Regions from separate parts of the Mus musculus genome. Here region 2 is linked to region 1. Evidence: chromatin contacts called from public HiChIP or PLAC-seq data. All regions are on one chromosome and are shown on one strand. The core of a region is the stretch at or near the end of the contact, and the rest is flanking DNA. Distances in the headings are between cores, read along the strand shown. Region 1 overlaps Mmp3 (matrix metallopeptidase 3). Region 2 has its middle 34 kb from the start of Birc3.

Region 1 (7,169 bases), core at 2,604-5,103:
CTACTTTCCTCCAAACTACTCTCCCTTACCCTTTTCCCGATTGAAAAAAGAAAGGTAGCAAGGTCTCTCTTCTGACCTGCACAGTATGATGGGACAAGTATTTCCTTCTGCCTTCAACTCCTTTATCAGAAAGATGTGATTAGATTTACTTAACAGAGTTCTTGCCCAGCCAAATTGTTAAAATACTAGTTTTGTTAAATGCTTGACATTCTTCCTGTCATGTAGTAAAAGTACAGAGACTCTTGTTTGTTGTTGCTGCTGACTTCTCAGAGGAGCAAGTATTTGAACCCAGGACATGGAACATGCTAGGCAAGTGTCTCTCCACTGACTCACACCCCTGATTCTTTCTGCTTTCCACTGAGTTTTTTACTTCCCCAACTTTCTACTTTGAAGAAAATGGCTCATGGTTTTTCTTGTCCATATATACATGCATACACAAATACCTACATACATATCCTATAATAGAGACATATTATAGGGCTGTTTTTTGTTTTGGGTTGTTTTTTTTCTTTTGGTTTTTGTTTTGTTTGTTTGTTTGTTTGTTTGTTTTCGAGACAGGGTTTCTCTGTATAGCCCTGGCTGTCCTGGAACTCACTTTGTAGACCAGGCTGGCCTCAAACTCAGAAATCTGCCTGCCTCTGCCTCCCAAGTGCTGGGATTAAAGGCGTGCGCCACCACGCCCGGCGATAGGGCTGATTTTTAATAACAGGAATGAATTCTGTACTCATAGCAAATAATCTAGGTTGAATGTCTCATTTCACAGGTGAGGAACTCAAACTTATCACTTTAACTTACATATTCCCTAAGTAAAGCCCCTCCCTGCCTCAGCCATCAACTTTCCTCAAATCCTTGTAACTGGGCATGGTAGTACACAACTTTAATCGCAGGAACTCCAAAGTCTAACTATAATATGTCTAGTATTTATATTATATAATATAATTTCACTGATTGGTGAGCTGCTGGGTTTTTACCTTCTCATTGCATCAAATTCAATCTTCTGACGGTTTATTGCTAACTCCTCAGTAGATCCCCAGCATCTGTTCTCCTTCCCCCTACCCTCAGGTCAGACAGTCCGCACTTCCTGTAAACACAGAGTACTAGACCTTTTTAGTGTCAAAGGTTCTGGGGACAATAGGTACTAAGCCATTCTGGAGCCTTTAGGTAAAATCTACAGAAGAGAATCAGAATAGAAGAGTGCAGGGGCCAGAAGCTAGATCACAGCAAAGTCTACAGCCTTTCTTCATGTTGACTGTCCTTTGTACAAAGCTGCTTAGAAATTTCTTCTGCTTATATATTCTCATTTTCCAACCTTCCACCACAGCCAGATTCTGTTCTGTGTTTTCCCCAGCCCTAACATCTTCTCTTGAAAGTATATAGTTCCAAGAAGAGCATCCTAGAAGTATACACAAAAGTGTGTTTTCTTTTATAACTCCTTAACATTATAACTGTTTCTCCAGATTTATGATTATTTGTACATCTTTGCTAGATTTTAATGATGATTATAATTATCCCAATGAAGCCAGGAATTGTATGCATACTTTTGGGTTTCTATACCTCTAGTCTATCAAAATGCCTGGCACTTGGAATATGATTAATAAATTATTGTCTAGTGGATAAAAAGTCTAAAGGTAACTGTGAGCCCTCTGCATGTTAGGCATTAAAATTCAAGTGATACTGAGGGATGAGAAATGGGTTTTGTAATTGCCCTTTGCAAATGGACTTCACCTTGTGGCACATACAGATACAAAATGAGCACAAGATGATTAGTTCTCCTTTTTTGTTTGTTTGTTTGTTTGTTTGTTTGTTTTGAGACAGGGTTTCTCTGTGTAGCCCTGGCTGTCCTGGAACCACTTTGTAGACCAGGCTGTCCTCAAACTCAGAAATCCGCCTGCCTCTACCTCCCAAGTGCTGGGATTAAAGGTGTACACCACCACCATCCGGCTCTCCTCCTCCTCCTCCTCCTCCTCCTCCTCCTCCTCCTCCTCCTCCTCCTCCTCCTCCTCCTCCTCCTCCTCCTCTTCTTCCTGGACTTGGTCTTCTTCTTCTTGGTCTTGTTTTTCTTGTTCTTCTTGTTCTTCTTGTTCATCTTGTTCTTCTCCTTCTCCTCCTCCTCCATGAATGTATGTATGTATGTATGTATGTATGTATGTATGTATGTATGTATATATATAAAATCTATTCACTTATTTATTTGAGACAGAATCCCATTTACTTCTCTTTCTTCCTTTCTCTCTCTCTTTCTCCCTCCTTCCCCCTCTCCCCCCCTCTTCCTTCCTTCCTTCCTTCCTTCCTTCCTTCCTTCCTTCCTTCCTTCTTTCCTTTCTTTCTTTTTTTCTTTGAGACAGGGTCCCACTATACAGCTCTGGTTATTATGGAACTCACTATGTAGATCAGGCTGGCCTTCTTTCTCAAGTGCTGGGATTAAAGGGGTGCACAACCATGCCCAGTACAAGATGATATTTTCATGTATACACAGGGTAGTTGTGAGCCACGTTGATGATTGAGACAGGAAGGAACAATGCTGAGGAAATATGTAAGCTAATGGATAGCCTTGACTCCCTCATTTGCAAAATGAGGCATTCAAACTAGTTTGCTGTGAGTACATACATGATAGTACTCACATTGTAGTTATTAAAAGCTAGCCCTGTAATGTCAGCCTCACCCTTAGCTTTTTCCATTGGATATGGCAGAAAACATATGTCTAGGTGGAGAGAATGCCCTTTTTGTATTTTCCTGTTTGTAGTGGTACATTAGCCGAGCAAGTGTTCCATTTTCTTTATGAATAAACTCAGCATGGAGACAGCAAATGTGCTACTTCCAGGAACCCAGCATCTCAAGTGATGTATTGCTCAGTCCATCACTGCCCAAGGTCCTGAGCACTTGTTCTGGAAATCAACAAGCAAGCAACCATAATTTAATAAACGACACACAATCTTTATTAAATAAAACAAACCATCTACACAGTTCAGACACTTGTTTGTGGCCCAGGAGTGCCTTCCCTCCTCTCCTTGGGACACAGTGTAAGCTACACAGTGCTTCTGAACATCCTTTGACAACTTGACGTTGACTGGTGTCATCCATAGCTCCTGTTTGGTTCTGCCATAGCACATGCTGAACAAAGCACTTCCTTTCACAAAGACTCAGATGAAGAACTATAAGCATCAGTTAAAACACAGGATGCCTTCCTTGGATCTCTTTTTAACAATTAAACCAGCTATTGCTCTTCAATATGTGGGTCACTTTTTTGGCATTTGGGTCAAATTCCAACTGCGAAGATCCACTGAAGAAGTAGAGAAACCCTGTATGTAAAGATGAGAGAGCCCTTGAGTCACTTTCTTCAAAGTAAAAATTTGGGAAAGTTAAAAAAAAAAAAAAAAAAAAAAAAAAACCTCAGTGAAAGGTAAGTGGAAAGCAGAAAGAATCAGGGGTGTGAGTCAGTGGAGAGACACTTGCCTAGCGTGCTCCATGTCCTGGATTCAAACCCTTGCTCCTCTGAGAAGTCAGCAGCAAGAACAAACAACAGAGTCTCTGTACTTTTACTACATGACAGGAAGAATGTCAAGCATTTAACAAAACTACTATTTAAACAATTTGGCTGGGCAAGAGCTCTGTTAAGTAAATCTAATCACATCTTTCTGATAAAGGAGTTGAAAACAGAAGGAAATACTTGTCCCATCATACTGTGCAAGTCAGGAGGGAGATCTTGCTGCCTTTAGGGTAGGAGGAAGATCTCTTGCTTTTCTGCTTTCTATTCAGGAAGAAAATTCCTTCTTGTTTGAATCTATGATCTATTTCCTTTCTTCCTAACCCCTCCCTCCTTCCTGTGTCATATCCTAGCCCAAGGCTTTTCAGGACCTAGGGAAGATTAGTCACCACACCCCTTCCGGACCGTCTGCACTGTCAATAAAGATCACTAGCTTTTACTCACTTACCCTTTCATAGGAAACACATCTTTTAAGCTTTAGGTAATGGAAAGGGGAATGTTTACAAGGAACCAAAGTTGTCTGTCATTAAAGGAGTCAGGAAAGACAAAGTCTGAGATTGAGTGGTTCAAACAGGTTGGGTAGAGAAGGCCTTACCAGGGCCCAACCACTGATGGGAGCTTTGGAAGAACATCACAAAGCCAGGCAGTGGTGGCCATGCCTTTAATTCCAGCACTTGGAAGGCAGAGGTAGGTAAATTTCAGAGTTCGAGGACAGCCTGGTCTACAAAGTGAGTTCCAGGACAGCCAGGGCTATACAGAGAAACCCTGTTTCAAAACAAACAAACAAAAAACCAAAAAGAAAAAAAAAACCAACAAAAACCCCAAAAAACAACAACAACAACAATAAAAACAAAAAGAAAGAGAAAGAAAGGCTCACAAAGTGAGGCAGTGACTTGTCAGCACTTTGGTCTTTCGCTTCTGCATAAGATAATACTACTCAGCTATTAAAAAGAATGAATTTATGAAATTCCTAGGCAAATGGTTGGACCTGGAGGGCCTCCAAATGCTGACACCATTGCATATACTAGCAAGATTTTGCTGAAAAGACCCTGATATAGCTGTCTCTTATGAGACTATTCTGGGGCCTAGCAAACACAGAAGTGGATGCTCACAGTCAGCTATTGGATGGATCACAGGGCCCCCAATGGTGGAGCTAGAGAAAGTACCCAAGGAGCTAAAGGGGTCTGCAACCCTATAGGTGGAACAACAATATGAACTAACCAGTACCCCCAGAGCTCGTGTTTCAATCAAAAGATGGCCTAGTCAGCCATCAGTGGAAAGACAGGCCCATTGGTCATGCAAACTTTATATGCCTCAGTACAGGGGAATGCCAGGGCCAAAAAGTGGGAGTTGGTGGGTAGGGGAGTTGGGGGGGGAGAGTATGGGGGACTTTTGGGATAGCATTGGAAATGTAAATGAGGAAAATACCTAATAAAAATATTTAAAAAGGAAAAAAAAGATAGAGGCATTTTTTGTTAATCACCTTCATGAGTCAAAGCAGCTCACCCAAGGAGAGCTGCAATGGCCACGAAAACAAAGGGGTTGAAATTTTTGGAAGGAAGGAGACTACTGAGGTTTGTTTGTTTGTTTTTTTAACCGTGTTATTAAAATTATTTCTCTTCTGTTCTCTCATACCACAGAGTATGTCAAGGGCCCCATTGCCAACAGAATAAGTGTCCTCTTACCAAATGCTTCAAAGACAGCATCCACCCTTGAGTCAACACCTGGAAAGTCCTCAGCTATCTTCCTGGGAAATCCTGGCTCCATGGATTGTTTCTTCTCATCAAACCTGCCCAAAATGACAGAAGTACAGCTCAGCAGTGCATGGAGGGTGTGCTCCCCACACTCGTGAGCGCTGTGCAACTCTAGTAGCCTTTCCAAGTTCTGCACATACATGGCAAGCTTACTTAGCACCATGTGGTTTTAATAAGCTAAAGTTTAGCTCTTAAAACCATAGCTGTGCTTCTTCTCTTCCTTCTCTGCATGGCTACCCATTCTCTCTTTCTCTCTCCCTCTCCTCCCCACTTCCCCTTTGGCAACTTCCCAGACCTCTGTCCCCAGAGCCAGTGAACTAGCTGGCACCCAGAGCAGCTTCCCAATAAATCTGCCTTTAATATAGTCTTTAAAAAATAGCTCCAAGAAGAACAGAGACAACAGCCTACTACAGGAATACTGTTTGTTACTGTTTTTCTTAAATCTGGCTTAGAGAATCATCATCCTTTTTCATCCACAAGTACATGATCATATGAATATACAACCATATGTATTCATGTATGTATGCATGTGCACACATGTGTGGACTGAGTTACTGATCAGAAATACAATTCCTATGGCTAGCAATGCCTTTGTGGTTAAGAGCACTTTTGCTGTTGTTTCCCCATAACTGGAGTTCATATCCCCATACAAATTCAGGTGACTTATAGCTGCCTGTAATTCCAGGGTCAGAGAAACTAATGGATCCCTCTTCTAGCCTCTGTGGGCACCTGCATGAACATGCAGATATTCTCACACAGAAATACCTTCATAGATAGAAGTGGAATATTGTGGCTGCAGTAATGGCTCAGGTGTTAAGAGCACTAGCTGCTTTTATGAGGGTTCCAGGTTAGGTCCCCAGAACCCACATGGTGGCTCCCAACCATCTGTCGCTCCTATTCCTGAGAAATTCTATGCACATTTCTGCCTCTAAGGGCACTGTAAGCATGTGATGCATACACACACACACACACACACACACACACACAGAGAGAGAGAGAGAGAGAGAATACTCATATACACAAATAATAAAACTATTTTTAAAAATTAAATACACTTTCCATTTCACCATTATAAGTAGACTGTTTATATCTTCTTTTCCTTCCTGTGCATTGATTTTTTTTTTTTTAATGAAAGCTCCCATAGCAAAAGAGACTGAACAAGAAGCAAAGTACTGTAAGTATGGTTTTGACTCATGGGCTTTACACTGGATGGTCTGCCCTGATGCCTAGGACTCAGTAATCCTATAAGGAAGCAGTCCTGAGTGAGAGCCATGAAACAGGTCTGCTGTAGTGTCTCCTCTCTATGCAAGCAGAGGTCAGCAGAATGTGAGCTCAGCTGCAGTCCTTGAGAGGAAGATAAGACGCACACATGGGAGACAATGAGAACTCTGGGGCTCTGGTAAAGGACCAGTTAACTGAGATGTGGGCTCTCAGTGAGGAAGTAAAGGCCAGCTGGACCTGAAAGTGAGGGACTTAAGCCTGAACTGGAAGTGTATGTGCAGGATTGAACAGGTAAAGGAGAGAAGATGGCCTCTCAGCAGGAGGGGAGAAGGAAGTCCTACTTTACTGAATAGGAAGGAGCTGGGGAATAACAGGTAGGATGGGCAGGGGTGGGGAGGTGAGTCTCTAAACAGGAACACCTAACTGCCTTTTGGCAGCTGCTGCTGTTTAAAAGCCCTTCCCATAGTTGCCAGAGGGAGAAAGTAATTCTCCACTCAGTCTCTAAGCTAAGGCATCCTCACAGAATCCCACCTCCAGTATTTGTCCTCTACAAAGAAGTAGGTCTTCCTTTTCTCTTTATTAGAAATGGCAGCATCGATCTTCTTCACGGTTGCAGGGAGACCCAGGGTGTGAATGCTTTTAGGATAACCTGCTAGCTCCTCGTGCCCTCGTATAGCCCAGAACTGATTTCCTACACAAAAACAAAGCAA
Region 2 (7,169 bases), core at 1,454-3,953, 450 kb before region 1:
CTCTCCTTCCTGGAGAACTCCATAGGTTACGGAATCAACATAGGTGCCTAGGACACATTACCCTCACCATGCTAGGCATTATCATATCTAGGGATAGGCTCAGTTCTCATCTAAGAAGTATATGCTATAGACATCAGAGACTGGAGTCCCTAGAAAACTGCACAGAGAAGGTAGGAACGAAGTGTGTGTGTGTGGGGGGGGGGTGCTTATGGGCCCGCCATGAAGCCAGGACCGGGGGTTCCTAAACCCCTGGACATCCAGGCATCACTGAGTTGCCTGAGGAATTGGGAGTCTGACACTGCAAGCTGAGGACAATATCTAGCTCATGGCAGGGGCTGGGGTGGGGGTGAGGGTGGGGGACAGAGAATGGGAGCTCCAGCTTAGCTTACTGGTAGTTGTCTTTAGCTTGGTGGCAGTTGACTGGACACTCAGAGAGGCCTTCTATGGGAAACTTAGGCTGTGGCTCTGTTGACAAAGGCTTTCTCCATCCTCTCCACTGGGGTTCTCAATGAAAGAGACAGTCCATGTTTATCAATACCATTTATTGACTGTTCATTGTGGAAAATGGATGCCATCTTCTCAGGGTGGACCAGAGATTAAATACCTTTTGCAGGAAGGAGTGCCTGGGGAGGGAAACTGATTGGCTAAACCCTTCCGGGCCTCTAGGTACCTCGTTAACATGAAAACTCTGTTCTGGACACAAGACCAACATGGGAGTGCAGCACATGTTCCAGGCCAGGTATCTGGCAGGGAGCAGGAAGTTGCCTAAGTCTCAGGCAAGTGCCCAGAAACTGGGAACTCAGACCAGCTTGGTCTTATCAAGTATCCTGGCAAGGTCCCGAGTCCCACATTCTCTCTCACCTCCCTCGCTACCTTGAATCTTGGTGTCTGGGCTGTGCCTGAGTATGTTATGGCTCTGTTCCAAGTGCTTCAGTGGAGCGGTAGCCCTCAGAGCATAAAACCAGTGCTTAGCCAGTCACTTTTATTCCTTTTTCACTAATAAATAGAAGCCACTAGAAGAGAAAATACACAACCCCTTAACAGCAAAAGCACCTAATGCCTGCATTTGCTCCTGGGGTGGCGGGATGGTGGGGGTGTCTCACCATGAATTCTTCACACTCTGAAGGCCAACACTGTGTGCTTGCACTCTGTACTCTCAGCCACTGTCAACATCCCCTCTCTCCCCCATGTTATCTCTTCTACTCCCTTCCCCTTCCCCCTTTTGAGACAGAATTCCATGTAGCCCAGGCCTAGAACTTGCTATGAAGACAAGTACTCTGCCATTAATGTACATCAGGCAAGGCCTCTTGAGGACACATTCTCTCTATCAGTCAGGGTTCTCTAAGTTGAGACTGATGCAGGGGCTAGAGAGATGGTTTGAAAGAACCTAGTGGGGAAACCCCCACTCAACTTCTGATTCAGTGTCCACCCAAGAATCACGAACAGACTATCTTGATGTAAATACACGAGGTAGTTTAATGGCACAGCTCCGGGTCAAAACGTATCTCATGCAGGAGACAGTGGATTCGACCACGAGGCTTGAGGCTTGAAAGCTAGGGGTTTTTATAGAAAAGGGTCTGGGGCTGGGGGAGGAATTGGCGCGGTTTCACATGATTGGTCCATTTAAACATCAGCGGACTGTACATGCAGATCGAGGTAACAGCAAAGCGTCTGGTTAACATTTAACTTAGGTCAGAAGGGCAGGAGATAGGGAGGCGCCGGGCCAGTCTGGACATTCTTGTATGTCTTCCCTATCTTTATGGCTAGTTGGTTCCTGGAATGACTTTGCAGCCTTTGTTCTTTGCTCTGAGCCCAAAAAACCCTCCTAACTAGTAAGCCGCATGAGTCATGGACCTTGAATAAACTTTCTGGCTAGGGCTTTGAAGTCTTGAATTTAGTTTTCTTACTTTCAGGTTCAGTGTTTAAAAGCACTGGATGCTAGACCCAGGTTTGATTCCCAGCACCCCTGTCTGTGGTGGCTCATAACTATCCATAACTAGAGTTTGCAGTGGCTCATAACTATCCATAACTAGAGTTTGCAGGGGGGCAGGAGGGGTGCAGGAGGGGGGCGGGAGGGGGGCGGGAGGGGGGCTGATGCCTTTATGAGGTATACAGATTTACATGCAGACAAAGCACCATTAAAGGAAAGAAAAATGGGTTTGGGAGATGGTTCACTGACTGCTCTTCCAGAGGTCCTGAGTTCAATTCCTAGCAACCACATTGTGTCTCACAACCATCTGTAATGGGATAAGTTGCCCTCTTCTAGTGTGTCTGAAGACAATGACAGAGTAGTCATATACATAAAATAAATAAATAAATAAATCGAGAGAGAGAGAGAGAGAGAGAGAGAGAGAGACAGAGAGAGAGAGACAGAGAGAGAGAGAGAGAGAGAGAGAGAGAGAGAGACAGAGAGAGAGAGGAGTTGGGACTTTCTCCATGACCAGCTTCAGCTTCCTTTCTGTTCACATTGATTCTTTGAACTGCAGGGCTAGGGTTTACCCTTGTTGCCTATCCATGCATTTTGCCCCTGGGGAGACTGTTCTGTTAAGCATTTCTGTCACTCCCCAGCTTGGGCTTCCTTGGCTATTCCTACTGATCTTGTCAGTCATTACAGTAATAACATAGTTCTGTTTCTTACTAGGAAGGCCTCCCCACCCTGTTGCTTCAGGGTCTAACCTCCTCAGGGTTCTGAAAGATCCTTTGTTCTGTAAAGATCCTTTGTCTCTGCATCAGTCCTGTCCAGCAGAGCCATCACTGAACTCCCTGAAGCTTGTCAGTCAGTGCTTCTACAGCAAAATAGCTGACTCATAGTCACAGGGGTTTGCAGATGCTGATTCTTGCAGCTGTGGAAAAGAAATTCAAGGCAGTGCAGGCCAGTTCAATGTTGTGATCCTCCTGGGGGGAAGATGAAGGGAAGCTAGTTGGGCTGGTGAGATGGTTCTTCAGGTAAGAGCACTGACTGCTCTTCCTTAAAGTTCAAATCCCAGCAACCACATGGTGGCTTGCAACCACCCGTAATAAGATCTGATGCCCTCTTCTGGCGCATCTGAATATAGCTACAGTGTACTTATGTATAATAATAAATAAATCTTTAAAAAAAAGGCAAGCTAGTTGAAAATGGTGAGAAACCTTTTCTAGTAGTCTCACACACAAGGAGAGAGCTGTAATGGTCTCATGACCTTAAAGGTCCCACTTCTTTTGCTATCACATTGGTAACACCTGACTTTGGAAGGAGACATATTCAAACCATAGGCATGAGGCTAGTCCCCTATCACTAGTGCATTTCTTATATAACTTTGGCAAATACTGTGCCATTGGTAACAGCCTTCCTGTACATGACGTCCCAGTCAGCCTTGGCAGCATATTCTTTTTAGCAACTTCATTAAAGTCCACTTTTCTAAACTTCTACTACCGCCTTCTGCTTCACCTCACTGCCTTGCTTTCACTCTGCCATGCTTTGGCTCTTGAACATCCCCAATGGACCATGTGTTGAAGGCTGAATCCCCAGGCTGTGGCGCTACTGGAGCATGAAGAGGTAGACACAAATAAGTGTGTTCTCCAACAAAGTTGATTTCATGTAGTGTGTAGCACGACTCCCTAACTTTTCCTTACTTCTTTAAACCACACAAGTGGTGTCTGCCACACCTCCTGGCTATGTTTTCTAGTTATTGAGTCCTTTATTTTGCTCCGGGCTAATGAGCTAACTTCTCATATCTGTCTTCTGCTCCAGTTTTCTCAAGTTGATTCTAAACAGGCTGTCTCCTGCCAGTAGCTGGTCTGGCCACAGCTTTGCAGTCATTCATTTCCTTATCACAGTCAGTGTGATCCCATCTAGGTTATATTGTAACTTAAGACTGTTATTACTAGCCTTGGGGTCAGAAGCTTCTGTAGGGACTGATCCTGGGACAGGGCAGCAGATAAGGCCTCTTAAGTGTAAATTACTTTAAGGGTAAGCCAAAATCTTGCTTCCAGAGAACATAGAAGCTTTTTACTGTAAGCACTGGATATAATTATATTCCTTCTGAAACAGTTTGTGTAATGATAACTAATTATTTTAAGCCCAAAGGCAGTAAAATACATTTCCTTCAGGCTTTTACCTATTTATACCTGATCGACATTTTCCATATCCTCTTCCAGTTGTTTGAGACTTAAGGATGCTGTAATTGGTCTGAGAGATGACTTCTCTGAGAGAAGGCAAGGCTCATGGCCAAAGATACAAGAACACTGTGATTTATCGTCTACTTGGTGTTTATAATACAGAGTCTCATGTAGCCCAGTTGTCTTTATTAACTTTTATTTTGCTGTAAAGAGACACCATGACCAAGGCAACTCTTATAAAGAAAAATATTTAATTGGAGCTGGTTTATATTTTCAGAGGCTTAGTCCATTATCATCACTGCAGAAATCATGGCAGCAGGGGGGCAGACAATATTCTGGAGAAGGAGCTGAGAGTTCTACATCTTGATCCACAGGCAGCAGAAAGGAGGCTGTGGATGACACTGGGCATAGCTTGAGCATAGGAGACCTCAAAGCCTGCCCCTACAGTGTCACACTTTCTCTAACAAGGCCACACCTCTGAAGAGTACCATTACCTGTGGGCCAAGCATTCAAAGTTTATGGGGTGAGGGGGGATACCTAGTCAAACCACCACAGCAGTATATCATCAAACATCTAATCCTCCTGCCTTAGCCTCCTTAGTGCTAGACTTTTACGCATGAACCGCCAAGCCTGGTTTATGCTGCCTCACTGGGGCTTTGTGGACACAAATACTCTATCAACTGTCATATCCTCAGTGAAGCTTTAATTATCCAAGCAAGGATGACCTTAGACATCTGGTTGTCTCCCATTGTAATACTAAACTTACAGGTGTGTGACACCATGTCCAGTTTATTCAGTGTTGGGGCTCAAGCACAGCAATTTGTGCATGCAGGGCAAGCCCTTTACCAACACACACCCAGCCTCCAGCCCAGCTTTTGTTATTTACTAAAAGAGATAGCTTTTGTACTTGTTGACAGGCAAAGAAAGTGTAAGAATTGGTCTCCATTCCTACTGAGCAGTAAATTGGTAGCAGTACACAGCTGATTTGTTACAGCAAAGTGATGATTCCTTTAGATATATAATGTGCTCTTCCAGAGATTTGATTATCAGCACCTATATAGTGGCTCAGAACTATCTGTAATTCCAATTCCAGGGGCCATGAAGTGACCTTCCTGAGCACCAGGCCTGCATACAGGCAAAACATTCATACTACTACTACTACTCCTACTACTAAATATATGCTTGTCTTCACAGTAACGTTCACTATAACTGGCATTTGAGGGGCTTCGGGCTCTAGCTCCCAGAATAGTCCGTCCCAAAGCACAGATGGGTAATGCTCCAAAAATGCAATTGAAAATCACCTTAGAGGCCTGGGCACTGTTTCCTCAGAAACAATAAGTGAGGGTCAATCGTACCTGACCTCACCCCCAGCAGCCTCCAGCATGTGGACATACTGAAATCTGTCCGACAGTAGGATGATCTGGCATGCCCTCTTTCTCCCCCCTCTGTCTCCTTCTGTACCGTAATCTTATCTGCTCTCTACAGTGGCCAGTGACATCTAAAACAGAATCCTCATCATATAGCTTACTACCTGAAACTCTACCAGAGAACACTGTAGTAAATACATGTTGGTTTTAGCTCCACATCTTTCTTTATTCTTTAAACATTTCTATCTGTTTTCTTCTAGGAGATACACAGATGGAACATGCCTTCCCCAACTCCATCAGCTCTTTGTTCCACACCTCCCGGCTGATGACATCATGTCTGTTCTCAAACCTAACCTACACATGTATGTGTGATTTTATGTGACAACATATGATCTAGGAACCACAAATTTGAGAAAGTATTCTTCCTGAGACTGGCGTGATAATCTTAATCTGTTGTGTCCCTATCCTTTCAATAATCTTTCAGTTGTCCGCTACCCTCATGGCTAGGAGCTCAGTCTTGGCTGTGATCCAAGCTTTGTTTGGTTTTGGTTTTTGTCTTTTAAAAGGTTTTATTTTTATTACATTGCATCTTTTTGTGTGTGTGTGTGTGTGTGTGTGTGTGTGTGTGTGTGTGTGTGTGTATGTGTGTGGGTGTGTCCTGGCATGCATGTGGAGGACAACCTGAGGAAGTCAACTCTTTCTTCCCACCATGTGGTTTCTTCCAAGGATTGAACTCTGGTTCTCAGGCTGAGTTGCAAGCATCCTCTGAGACCTCTCACTGATCCACAACTCACTTTAAGACCTGGTTTGTTTTCATACAGACTCAAATACTTCCACGTAGTATTTTCTTTATGTGGAATTTCCTGAGAGATTCCTGATTAAAGCTAAGTGGGAACTGTTTTGGAAGTCTTCCTACTGCCAGAGAGCGGGGGTGGGGGTGGGGTGGGGGGTACTTGTCTCTCGGCTTCCTAAGCACTTTCATCATAGCTGAGAGTGCTGACTAATCCATGGGATTTTCATTATGAGAAACTCGAACCCTGTCCTGTCTGGTGACCCAGGCCTGTTACCTTAGCATTTGGGAGGTAGAAGCCGGAAGGACAGAGGTTCAGGATAATCCCCAGGTACATAGTGAATTGAAAGCCAGCCTGGATATGTGAAATCCTGTCTTAAAATATTATCAACAGCAACCACAGTTCCCTCTCTATTCTCTGGAGCTCACTCTAGAGTCTAGACAGAAACAGAAATCGGTAATTACAGAGAACTGTGAGGGACCCTTCTGTAGGCATGTTTAGGAGTTTGTGGTCCCAAGGACAAAAGAGTAGCTAAGCTGACTTAAGTAGGAGACCTGGAAGTAATAAATGGGGAGGGGGTATTTGAGTTGACTCATGAGAGACAACAGGAACCTCGTGGAATGTTCTAAGGGAGAGAGGCATTGCAGGTAGAAAGCAAAACCTCAGTGGCAGGGGCTGGAGCATTAAAAATGCAGAGGCTCCAGGGTGAGGTGTGAGTGATACAGCTGCAGACAGTGTGTCCAGCAGAGAAGCCCAATGAGCAGCTTAAGGAAGGCTGTGTCTGGGTTCATGGTTTGACCACACAGGCTGCCACTGCCAGGAAGGCAGTGTTGGAAGGGCCTCTTAGCTGTGGCAGCAAGGAGATAAGGCCACTTGCTCACATCTGGGTACATCAAGATCAAGCAGGAAGCAG

The links. HiChIP or PLAC-seq counts read pairs in DNA pulled down with a chosen protein or histone mark.
Region 2: a contact with region 1 is called in an H3K27ac HiChIP or PLAC-seq map of trophoblast stem cells, with 4 times the contacts expected there. The contact joins two enhancer-like sites. A contact is called at or near these places in 3 of 39 promoter capture datasets (the C10 cell line, neutrophils and pre-B cells) and 1 of 115 datasets of contacts at active chromatin or transcription factors (trophoblast stem cells).

The regions. Positions count from the first base shown.
Region 1 is chr9:7,451,720-7,458,888 of GRCm38.p6, reverse strand. It overlaps Mmp3 (matrix metallopeptidase 3), which reads right to left. Exons shown (of 10, transcript NM_010809.2): 8 at 6,991-7,150; 9 at 5,170-5,273; 10 at 2,914-3,299. The coding sequence ends at 3,199. Among named protein-coding and RNA genes, the nearest start is that of Mmp1a, 8.8 kb to the left of the region's middle. Within about 2 kb of position 3,853, at least 9 of the 459 cell types and tissues checked have an H3K27ac peak or open chromatin away from gene starts, as enhancers often do. A contact at or near this core is called in trophoblast stem cells, where this site is marked.
Region 2 is chr9:7,903,390-7,910,558 of GRCm38.p6, reverse strand. No RefSeq gene overlaps it. Among named protein-coding and RNA genes, the nearest start is that of Birc3, 34 kb to the right of the region's middle. Within about 2 kb of position 2,703, at least 19 of the 459 cell types and tissues checked have an H3K27ac peak or open chromatin away from gene starts, as enhancers often do. A contact at or near this core is called in trophoblast stem cells, where this site is marked.